2 separate regions of the Sus scrofa genome follow, and region 2 is linked to region 1. A link is a contact called in public Hi-C data. All regions are on one chromosome and are shown on one strand. Each heading gives the region's core, a stretch centred on a gene start, on an enhancer-like site or on the middle of the called end of the contact. The rest is flanking DNA. Distances are from core to core; before and after follow the strand shown.

The links. A called contact is a pair of places that touch in the nucleus more often than the background predicts.
Region 2: a Hi-C map of liver shows a contact between it and region 1, with 3 times the contacts expected there. The contact joins the promoter of IRF2BP2 here to the promoter of GGPS1 in region 1. A contact is called at or near these places in 1 of 5 promoter capture datasets (liver), 5 of 47 Hi-C or Micro-C datasets (embryonic fibroblasts, heart right ventricle, liver and 1 more) and 2 of 2 datasets of contacts at active chromatin or transcription factors (alveolar macrophages and skeletal muscle).

The regions. Positions count from the first base shown.
Region 1 is chr14:55,921,926-55,927,003 of Sscrofa11.1, forward strand. It overlaps GGPS1 (geranylgeranyl pyrophosphate synthase), which reads right to left and starts at 2,112. Exons shown (of 4, transcript XM_003483472.4): 1 at 1,855-2,112. ARID4B (AT-rich interactive domain-containing protein 4B) reads left to right here and starts at 2,408. Exons shown (of 25, transcript XR_002338970.1): 1 at 2,408-2,858; 2 at 3,685-3,739.
Region 2 is chr14:56,543,329-56,548,406 of Sscrofa11.1, forward strand. It overlaps IRF2BP2 (interferon regulatory factor 2-binding protein 2), which reads left to right and starts at 2,464. Exons shown (of 2, transcript XM_021074288.1): 1 at 2,464-3,558; 2 at 4,196-5,078. The coding sequence starts at 2,556. The coding sequence ends at 4,911. LOC110256820 reads right to left here and starts at 2,557. Exons shown (of 2, transcript XM_021073692.1): 1 at 2,152-2,557; 2 at 1,684-2,090. The coding sequence starts at 2,557. The coding sequence ends at 1,684.

The DNA of each region.
Region 1 (5,078 bases), core at 862-3,361:
GTACAGAGATCAGAGTTCATCTGTTTCAAATCTAATGGCTTTGGTTGATTTTTTTCCAACTTAAAATATTACTTATGAATTAAAAAAATTTTTCTTTTGCTCACTCAGGTAAATTTAAGAATACTCATTTAACAAATAAGTCAATTAATGTTCCTTTCCCAGAGAATGTTTATGGGCAAGTGTTCTGAACAGTGGGAAAACATAGAAACCTCAGTTTTTCTAGGTGTCAAAACCCAATCTGTTTTGTGTCTTTTTACAGTGTTCTGTAAGAAGTGTTTCACATTACACTGGCATCTACTCTCACTTGCCTTTTTCTTCCTCTTTTTTTTTTTTTTTTTTTTTGTCTTTTTGCCTTTTCTAGGGCCGCTTCCCGAAGCCTATGGAGGTTTAATCGGAGCTGTCGCCGCCGACCACAGGCAAAGCAACGCGGGATCTGAGACCTACACCACAGCTCACCGGGATCCTTAACCCACTGAGCGAGGCCAGAGATCAAACCTGCAACCTCATGGTTCCTAGTCGGATTCATTAACTACTGCGCCATGACGGGAACTCCTTCTTTCTTCCTTTGTAACCCCAAAGGCTCCAATTTATCGCACCTAGAAATTTCAGCCATCACACACTAGACCTGAATGGAAAGAGGCATTAGGGTGCTACTAATTTGCTTGTGGAGTGAAAAGCAACCCACAGAATGCCTCGGTGAGAGTCTGAACCTACTCATTTTCAAAAGTGGGAAACTGCCCTAAATTTGTTCAAACAATGGTTGTTGAATATTAATACAAGCCACAGTCTCTCCTCCCTTTGGACTACTAGAGCAGTAACTTAGTGTTTGGGCTTCCTGTACTCGCTCCTACTCTTCAGCCAGAGATCTTTTCAAAATTCAAATGCGGTCCTATCTCCCTTCTGATTGAGAACTCTTCCAGTTAGCAGACTGCTCAATAAAGTCTCCATGAAAGCTTATCAAGTTCGGAGAGTCAATCCCCTGCCCACACCCCAGCCTCAGTTTCTCATACTTTAAAAAGCTCCCTTGTGGCACAAGCCTTTCCAACACGATATTCTTTCGATCTGGAATGTTCCTTAATTAACTCTTACTAACCCTTCCGCTCTCGGCTGGATCCTCACATGCTCGGGAATGCTTTCAACTCCCTAAGGCAATTTCCCAATTTCCAATTCTCCTATCACCATGAAACTCTTCTATGCACCACTTACAGCACCTGACGCAATTTTACACTCGTGTGTGTTCAATTTAATATCTGCCTGTCTCACTGGGCTCTGGTTTACGAAGCAGGGGCCGTACAAGTTTCTTCCACACGGTAGGCGCTCAAATATGTGAAGGACAACGGAAAGTGCCTTCTAACGCGTTAGAGGATGAAGTCAGGGCACACATTTGCATGCACAAGTGGAAATATCATGCAATTTTTTAAAAGGGAAGAGTCTGGTTTCTAAAGAGCTAAAGGAACACGCAAATACAAACGTAGCTGTGAAGCGCAGAGTGAGCCCTTCCACTCAAACTCCGGGAGATGTGGGTGGGTCTGAAAAAAACTACCGGAGAGATACAGGGAGGGAATTTAATTAACTCCGGGGCAGATTTTCAACAGAGACTTGGAAGAAGGGCTTCAAATGTCGGCTCTGCTTTCTCTCGGCTCTGAGGCCCCCTTCCGCCCCGCTCGGTCCGCTACCGCTCCTCCCCTCCTCCAGCGAGAGGATGGAAAATTCATACACAAGCCGGTTCAGCATCCGGGTCCTCACCCTCTTTTCTTTCTTTCCTCTCGGCTCCGCCTCCCAGACTCCCCAACCCTCCTCCCCAACCCTCCTCCCCATCCGGGTTCCCCCCCAGCCGCCGGCACAGCCACTCACGGTTCGAGGATGATATCACAACTTTCACGCCGCGGGCCCAGGAGTAGCAGTATCCTGTATCAACTTCCCACCTTATAGTTCAGGACAAGGCTCCTCCTGAGGCTTCCATGAATCCCTCCCTCTATTTCACCAAAGAACTCTCCGCCCTCCTCAGCCACCAGCGACGCCGCATTACTCGGTGCAAGAAAATGCGCCATCCCGGTCACACTGCGCAGGCGTCGTTGCCACCTCCCCTTTGCTTTGTCGCTCCGCCCCCTTTCCCTCCCCCCTCCCGTCTCACGTAGCCGCGGGGCTTTGCGGATCTTGCAGTTCTCACCGGCAAGGCCTAGCGCGTTGGCCCAGAGGCTGAACTACATTTCCCGGGGAGCTTTGAGGCGTAACTTTCTGTTTCCATAGAACTGGTGGGAAAATGGCGTCGTTGTTTGTATCCCAGGGACCAATAGGAACAGGGCATAGGGGGGTTCTAAAGAAGTCTAACCAATCCGAGGTCGTCTAAGAGGCCATCCGGGAAAGAGGTAGGGGAGGGGAAAGAAAGTCTAGGGGAGGGGAGAAAGGAGGGAAGGGGGGGACTTGGGGTGGGGGGGGGAAGCGATGTTTGCCCGTCAGTCGAGTCCGGAGTGAGGAGCTCGGGCGCCGGAGCGGAGGGAGACTCTTGAGCTTAAGCTTGCCGCCGCCACGGCCACCGCCTGGACCTTTGCCCGGAGGGAGCCGCAGAGGGTCTGTCGCCGCCGTCCTCTGGAGGGCAGCGCAACTGGGGGCCCGGACCTCCAGTCCGGGAGGGATTTTTCGTCGTCCCCCCTCCCCCCAGCGAGGGAGCCCGAGCGGCCGCCAAACAAAGGTACCAGTCGCCGCCGCGGGAGGAGGAGGAGCCGGAGCTTCAGCCTCAGCAACCGCTGGACCCGCCGCCCTTCTTCCCCCATCTCTCCCCCGGGCCTGCTGGTTTTGGGGGGGAGCAGGGAAGGGGACTCTGGACGTGCCAGGGTCAGAGCTCGCCTCCGAGGAAGGTAGGGACGTTTTCTGAGGCTTTGGCGGTCCTATTAAGGGGGTCTTTTGGGGAGTCACTGGGCCCAATCGAGGAGAAGACAAGATCGCTGTGGTGGGCTCCCCAGGCGCCCGAATTCGGGGCCTCGGCCTCCTGAGAGCTCCCACCCGTCCCTGCAGTTGCCGAGTCGAGTCGCTCCCCAGCCTGGCGGCCGCACACTCAGCGCTTTCACGTCTCCCAGCCGCGGTGGGGGGCCCGGGCCGGGTGGGGGGGGGGGCTGCCGCCTCTTGGTCCCTCGGCGCTCTCGCCGTGCCCGCGGCAGGCGGACGTGGATCCCGCTCCCACTTGTCGGGGTGTCCGCCTCGGAGCGGGACGGGGGCTGAGGCTGTACAGGATCGGTCCCGCCCGCGGCCCGCCGGGCCCTCCGCGGCCCCCGCCGAGCCCCTTGAGGCTCGGCTGGCTCCGGCTCGGACGAGGGGTGTGCGGCCCTTCGGAGGGGGGCCGGCCGGGCCCGGCGCGGAGGCCGGAGGGGAGGAGGACGGCCGGCCCCGCGCCGGACCCCGGGCTTGTTGTGAGTTTCTTCTCTGACAGAAATGGCGTCATTGTCGGAGACGGGAAACTCCGTCGGGTCCCGACAATGGGGACGGGAAGCTGTCGAACTGTAAAGGTGGCCGGGTTTGCCGGGATGGCAAAGCCAGCGGGAACCCCGGTTCGGCTATTCGCGGTTCGGGGACTGACGCCTCTTTCGGCTCTTTTTCGGGGTGCGGGCTTCGCTCGGTTCCCTCCGCCTCCGCCAGTGCAGGGGGGTGCCCATGGTGCTGACTGGGTGTCTTTTGTTTCTTCTCCAGGTGTAGGTGAATCTGGTGTTTTCGAGGGGATCGCGGCCCCAGAGTCATCATGAAGGTAAGGTTGCCTCCGGAAAACGAACCTCAGGGGTTAGAGAATTCAGGAAGTGGGGGGCTTGGTCGAGGTCGTATGTGGGGCCTCAGAGTCCTGCCGAGGAAGGTGTGTGTGTGTGGCGGCTGGGGGCCCCAAGCTGTCCCCGGAGACGGTGGGAGTCAGCTGGTGGGGATATCTGTGGGCTTTGCTGTGGAGTTGGAGCTAGTTATATAGGCTGTCTCACCGAGGATGATTTTTCGCATATAGAACGTCTCTTTGGCAGGGAATCGTAGGAATAACTGCATGCATTTAAGTGTTTTTTAAAAGCAGGTCAAGTAATCTGACTCTAGAAACTGAACTGTTCTATCGGTTACACTGATGAAAGAACGTCTAATTTATTGTGTGAACAGTACCATGAATTTTTAGGAGACGTTTTTGATTGGGGAAATCAAATATAATCTTAATCGAAAGGTTTTTAATGAGAATTTTGGTGACCTTTACACAACTCGGAGAGAGCTTTTGTTTCTTCTGTTTCCAGAGATTTAGGATTATCTGGTTTATTTTCCTTTACTGATGCATTTGGTCTGTAAGTGATCAGATGCTGTATGATGCATTGTGAAAGAACCGATGGCCAGGTTCCTCTTCAATATAAACATGTTAATTAAATGGTGGATATTGTCTAAAAAGTACGATTTGCTTGAATGGTGGGAGAAATTACAGTAATAAAAGTACAGGTTGTTTTTTCAATTTAGAGAATGTGTAATTGAATGCTGTCGTGTTTTTTACCACATTCTAGGATGAAAAGCCTTAGATAGCCGAAATGTCTAGGTTCAACTAGTGGAACGTAGAGACCGGCAGATATTTTTCATCCATTACAAATTCAGAAGTGCTTGAAAAGGGTAGAGTGTGTTCACAAGGATAGAAATGCAACAGCTAGTAAGTTAAAATGTAAATGTCATCTACTTTTGACAGTTCCTTTGAACTGTTTTTTAAAAAATTTATTCTTTTCAGCATCAGGACTGCTTTTATAATACTGTGTCCAAATTAAGATCGTAATACTTGTGTTTGTGGTAGAAAGTGAAAGCTGTGGCTACTTAAATATTTATCAGCTGTACAGAGTAATTAGGTTTAGTCCAGGGTTTGGGGTTTTTTTTTGTTGTTTTTTTTTTTTTTTTTTGGTAGTTTTTTTTTTTTTTTTCTTGAGTTTGGGGTCCTATAAACTCCTATCTGAAGCAGTTTATATCTGCTGAATTACTGTTTCCCCTTCATGTAAATGAAAAAATAATCAGTCACATTTCAGAAATGAATCTCTTTTGTTAATCACAAATGCTAGTTACATGTGAAATGGTGACAAGTAAATGTA
Region 2 (5,078 bases), core at 1,214-3,713, 620 kb after region 1:
GGATCAAGTCACGTGCTAGAATGAGTGGCACAGGGTCTCCCAGGAGAGTGGCAGGTCTTGAAAGAGGTGTGGGACACCAGGGACCAGGAATGACCCAATCCGCTGGCACCAGCTGCTTGGGAGAAAAAAAATCAGGGTCCTATTTTTCCAAGCAGGAGAGGGTGAGGCAGGACTATAATTGCAGGGCAAGATCCGGGAACAGATGGGGAGACCTTTATGGCAGGCGCACCCTCTCTGGAAATCCCCAAGAGAAGACATTCAGGGTTCGCCTATAAAAACATTTAAGTCTGGCATTACGTTTTCTGTGCCATTTTCAGACAGGTTTTTTCTTGTGCTTTAAGCAGCTCCCTCCACTGTTTCTCTAAGGGTGTTTTTCCTCTTCCTTGTGGTTAATCCTTTGAAGCAACCTGGCATTTTCAATAGCAACAACTAGAAAAGAAACGTCAGCAGGATTTTTCTTCTCTCTCCACCTACCAATCCAGTTGTAGGGAAGATAATATAATTAGTACCCTGTTCTTCCCACACTTAACCAGCTCATTCCAGTATCAGGGAGAGATGTGGGCCTGTTTTCCAACAAAGGAAGCTCCCAAGGCCGCCCTTACAGACTTGAAGTGTAAAAGTCCCAACTGCGAGTGACTAAGCCAGCGTCTATTAGTCAGTTAAGACTAACGACCAGCCAAAAGTAATTTACCATAACACACGCCAGCTCCTCCTCCCGATAAAAGTGTGAAACTCAAGTGCTCATTTCAGTCTGGGCAGAGTCTGTGGCGGCCTACAGTGGCAGAGCGCGGCCAGGCTCTGCGGCCACATCTCGCCTTCGCGCCAGGCGGGTTCGCACCCACCGGGGTTAAGCCCAACCCGGGCCTTGCCAGGGGCGCAAGGCTGCCACTGCCCCACCGCGGCGCCGGGGACGCCAGAGCAGCCAGCGGGGTAGCCGGTCGCTCGCCCCCACGGCGGGCGCGGGCCAAGCCCCGCTGCCGCTCGTGCCCGCGCCGCGCGCCACCTGGAGTCCAAGTTTGGCTCCGAGAGGCGGGGTCTGGAGCAGAGTCGCGGCGGGGGCGGAGCCTGCGCGGTGACGCGGCCGCGTTGGCCGCTGACCCCGGATCCCTGGAATGTGCATTCGTTCAATGGGGCCGCCAGTGCCAGCGGCGCCGAGTCACGTCCGCGCGGAGCGTGCGCACTCGGTGGCGGCGCACGCGGCCCCGCGCCCACGTCACGCGCCCGCCGCGCGGGCCTGCAGCAGGCGACCGGGATCCCCGCGTGGCCCGGCGGGCTGCGGACTGGGGAAGAGGGGGATCGGAACCTCCTCGGGCAGCGTACCCGCTCGCTCCCGGAAGGGCTCCGTAGAAGGGCGGGTGGACGCGGCCCTAGGCTTGGGCGCGCACCCTCCTGTTGTAAAAGTTTAGGGGACCGGCGGCGCGTGTGTCCTTCCCAAGACATGCGGGTGTAAAAGCACTCACCGAGGAGTTCAAATAAAGCTCCTTACAAAACTGTGAACAGCACTTGACTGAAAATCCCCATCCTCAAGATGCTACTAACAGAACCAGGTTACAGAGTGGCCTGGCTTTTCAAAACATGAGTTCTAGCACGGTTTGGCTCAAACAGCCCTAGACGAGAAGGAACTGCCTGAGCAGTCGAGGGAGCCGAGCGGGTGGAGGAAAGCAAGCCACACCAGCGACGGCTTCACGTCGGGGACACGAGCCGCGGCGCAGGCGGGTGGTGCTGACCCGCGGGCGGGCGCCGCGGAGCCGGCTCTCCCGGCAGCGCTCGTTCTCTGGCGGGGGGAGGGGGAGGGAGCGGGGGAGGGCGGGCGCGCGCGCGCGAGGGGAGGGGGCCCGCGCAGGCGCCTTGCGAGGCTGTCGAAGAATCAAGTCTGTAGAAGTGGAGCGGCCGCGGCGGCAGCAGCAGCAGCGACGGCGGCGGCGGAGCTGAGGCGGGCTGGGCGCTGAGGCGGGCGCTGGAGAGCGGCGACGCCAGGAGCTGTGAGAGAGCAGCGGAGCGACCCGGGCCCGTGCCGCGCCCGAGCTCCACGCCGCACGGCCGCCGCCGCCGCCGCCCCGGCGCGGCATGCCCCGCCGCTCGGGCTGAGCCTGCCCCGGCGGCCGCCCCCCGCCCCCCGCCCCCCCGGCCTCCCCGCCCCCCGCCCCGCACTCCGCGCCGGCCGCCGCCGCGACCTGCTGCGCTCCCCCGCGCCCGCGCGGCCCGTCTTCGCCCCGGTCTGGAGGCCCGCCGCGGCCCCGGCCGAGCCCCCGCCGCCGCCGCCGCCGCCGCGCCCGCCGCGCCGCGCCGCCCCGCCGCCCACCCGCGCCCGCGCCGGCCGGGGGGACGTGCTGCCGCGGCTGCAACCCCTCGCCCCGCGCCCGCCGCCCCTCGTGCACCGGGGGCGCTGCGCGGGCGCCGATCCTTCGCGGGCTTTGCCGCCGCCGCCGCCTTTGCGGCCGCCGCCGCCGCTGGTGGGGGAGACGCGGGGTTGGGGGGGGAGGAGGGCGCGCGTGGTGCCGGCGGGGAGCGGCGGCGCCCCCTCCTCCTCCTCCGGCGCCGCGGGCTCCTCGGACATGGCCGCGGCGGTGGCGGTGGCGGCCGCGTCCCGGCGGCAGTCGTGCTACCTGTGTGACCTGCCCCGCATGCCCTGGGCCATGATCTGGGACTTCACGGAGCCCGTGTGCCGCGGCTGCGTCAACTACGAGGGCGCCGACCGCGTCGAGTTCGTCATCGAGACGGCGCGGCAGCTCAAGCGGGCGCACGGCTGCTTCCCGGAGGGCCGCTCCCCGCCCGGCGCCGCGGCTCCGGCCGCCGCTAAGCCGCCGCCGCTCTCCGCCAAGGACCTTCTCCTGCAGCAGCAGCAGCAGCTCGGCCACGGCGGCCCCGAGGCCACCGCGCGCGCCCCGCAGGCCCTGGAGCGCTACCCTCTGGCAGCCGCCGCAGCCGAGCGGCCCCCGCGCCTCGGCTCCGATTTCAGCGGTAGCCGCCCGGCGGCCGGTCTGGCCCAGCCGCCAACGCCGCAGCCGCCGCCCGTGAACGGCATCCTGGTGCCCAACGGCTTCTCCAAGCTGGAGGAGCCGCCGGAGCTGAACCGCCAGAGCCCTAACCCGCGGCGCGGCCACGCCGTGCCTCCCACCCTGGTGCCGCTCATGAACGGCTCGACCACGCCGCTGCCCGCCGCTCTTGGCCTGGGCGGTCGCGCCGCCGCCTCACTGGCCGCCGTGTCCGGGGCCGCGGCTGCCGGGCTGGGCTCGGCGCAGCCGGCCGAACTGGGCGCCCACAAGCGGCCGGCGTCCGTGACGAGCAGCGCGTCGGCGGAGCACGAGCAGCGCGAGGCGGCAGCCAAGGAGAAGCAGCCGCCGCCGACCTCGCACCGCGGCCCGGCAGACAGCTTGACCACCGCGGCCGGGGCGGCCGAGCTGGGCACGGAGGGCGCGGGCAAGGGCCGCGGGCCCGGCGATCAGGACTGGGTCAACAGGCCCAAGACGGTTCGAGACACGCTGCTGGCGCTGCACCAGCACGGCCACTCGGGGCCCTTCGAGAGCAAGTTTAAGAAGGAGCCGGCCCTGACTGCAGGCAGGTTGTTGGGTTTCGAGGCCAACGGGGCCAACGGGTCTAAAGCAGGTAGGGGCGGCTGTGGAGTGAGGTGATCTCGGGGCGAAGAGGGGACGGAGAGCAGAGGAGGGGGTGCCCTTCCCATTCACCATTTCTCCCCCGGCCGGCCCAGAAACAACAAACACCCAACTTCCTGATTTGCCCGAGGCGGAACCAGTGCTTAGTGGCAACGTGTTCCTGTGCTGAAGTAGCACAACAGAGATGAGTCAGACCGGGCTGATAGGCACTGACACCGGGTTTTCCTTTCCCAGCACATTCTTGGAGGAGAGCAGGAGAGCACCAGTCACCTTTTAACCTGCTGGGGGACGTTAGCAGTCGTATGCCCGGTTTAGCCGGGCTACATGCTTGCGTGTGTCAGAATAGGCCGTTGTGTAGGAATCGTTTTCTGTGGCTTTTGTGTTTTTGAGTGGCATACTGCCTCAGCCCTGTAAGTTAAGTGTTTTAAGTTACACGTGCTCTTGAAAGCTCACGTGAGTTTTTATCTACCAGCTTTCAGAGAATAAAAATGCTTTAGCGAATTTTGTTTCATGTTAGTAAAAGGCCTTTCCGGTGCACCTTTATTTATTTTCTCTTTTCCCTTTTATTTCTCTTTTTCCAGTTGCAAGAACTGCAAGGAAAAGGAAGCCTTCACCAGAACCAGAAGGTGAAGTCGGGCCCCCTAAGATCAATGGAGAGGCACAGCCCTGGCTGTCCACATCCACTGAAGGGCTCAAGATCCCCATTACGCCTACATCCTCTTTTGTGTCTCCACCACCACCCACTGCCTCACCTCATTCCAACCGGACCACACCGCCTGAAGCGGCCCAGAACGGCCAGTCCCCCATGGCAGCCCTGATCTTAGTTGCAGACAATGCTGGAGGCAGTCATGCCTCTAAAGATGCCAATCAGGTGCACTCCACCACGAGGAGGAACAGCAGCAGTCCACCGTCTCCGTCCTCTATGAACCAAAGAAGGCTGGGCCCCAGAGAGGTAGGGGGCCAGGGGGCAGGCAGCACAGGAGGACTGGAGCCAGTGCACCCCGCCAGCCTCCCGGACTCCTCTCTGGCAGCCAGTGCCCCGCTGTGCTGCACCCTCTGCCACGAGCGGCTGGAGGACACCCACTTTGTGCAGTGCCCGTCCGTTCCTTCGCACAAGTTCTGCTTCCCTTGCTCCAGACAAAGCATCAAACAGCAGGGAGCTAGTGGAGAGGTCTATTGTCCCAGTGGGGAAAAATGCCCTCTTGTGGGCTCCAATGTCCCCTGGGCCTTCATGCAAGGGGAAATTGCAACCATCCTTGCTGGAGATGTGAAAGTGAAAAAAGAGAGAGACTCTTGACTTTCCGGTTTGAGAAAAACCCAATGATTACCCTTAACTAAAACTGCTTGAATTGTATATATCTCCATATATATAAATATATATATATATATACACACATATATATATATATATCCAAGACAAGGGAAATGTAGACTTCATAAACATGGCTGTATAATTTTGATTTT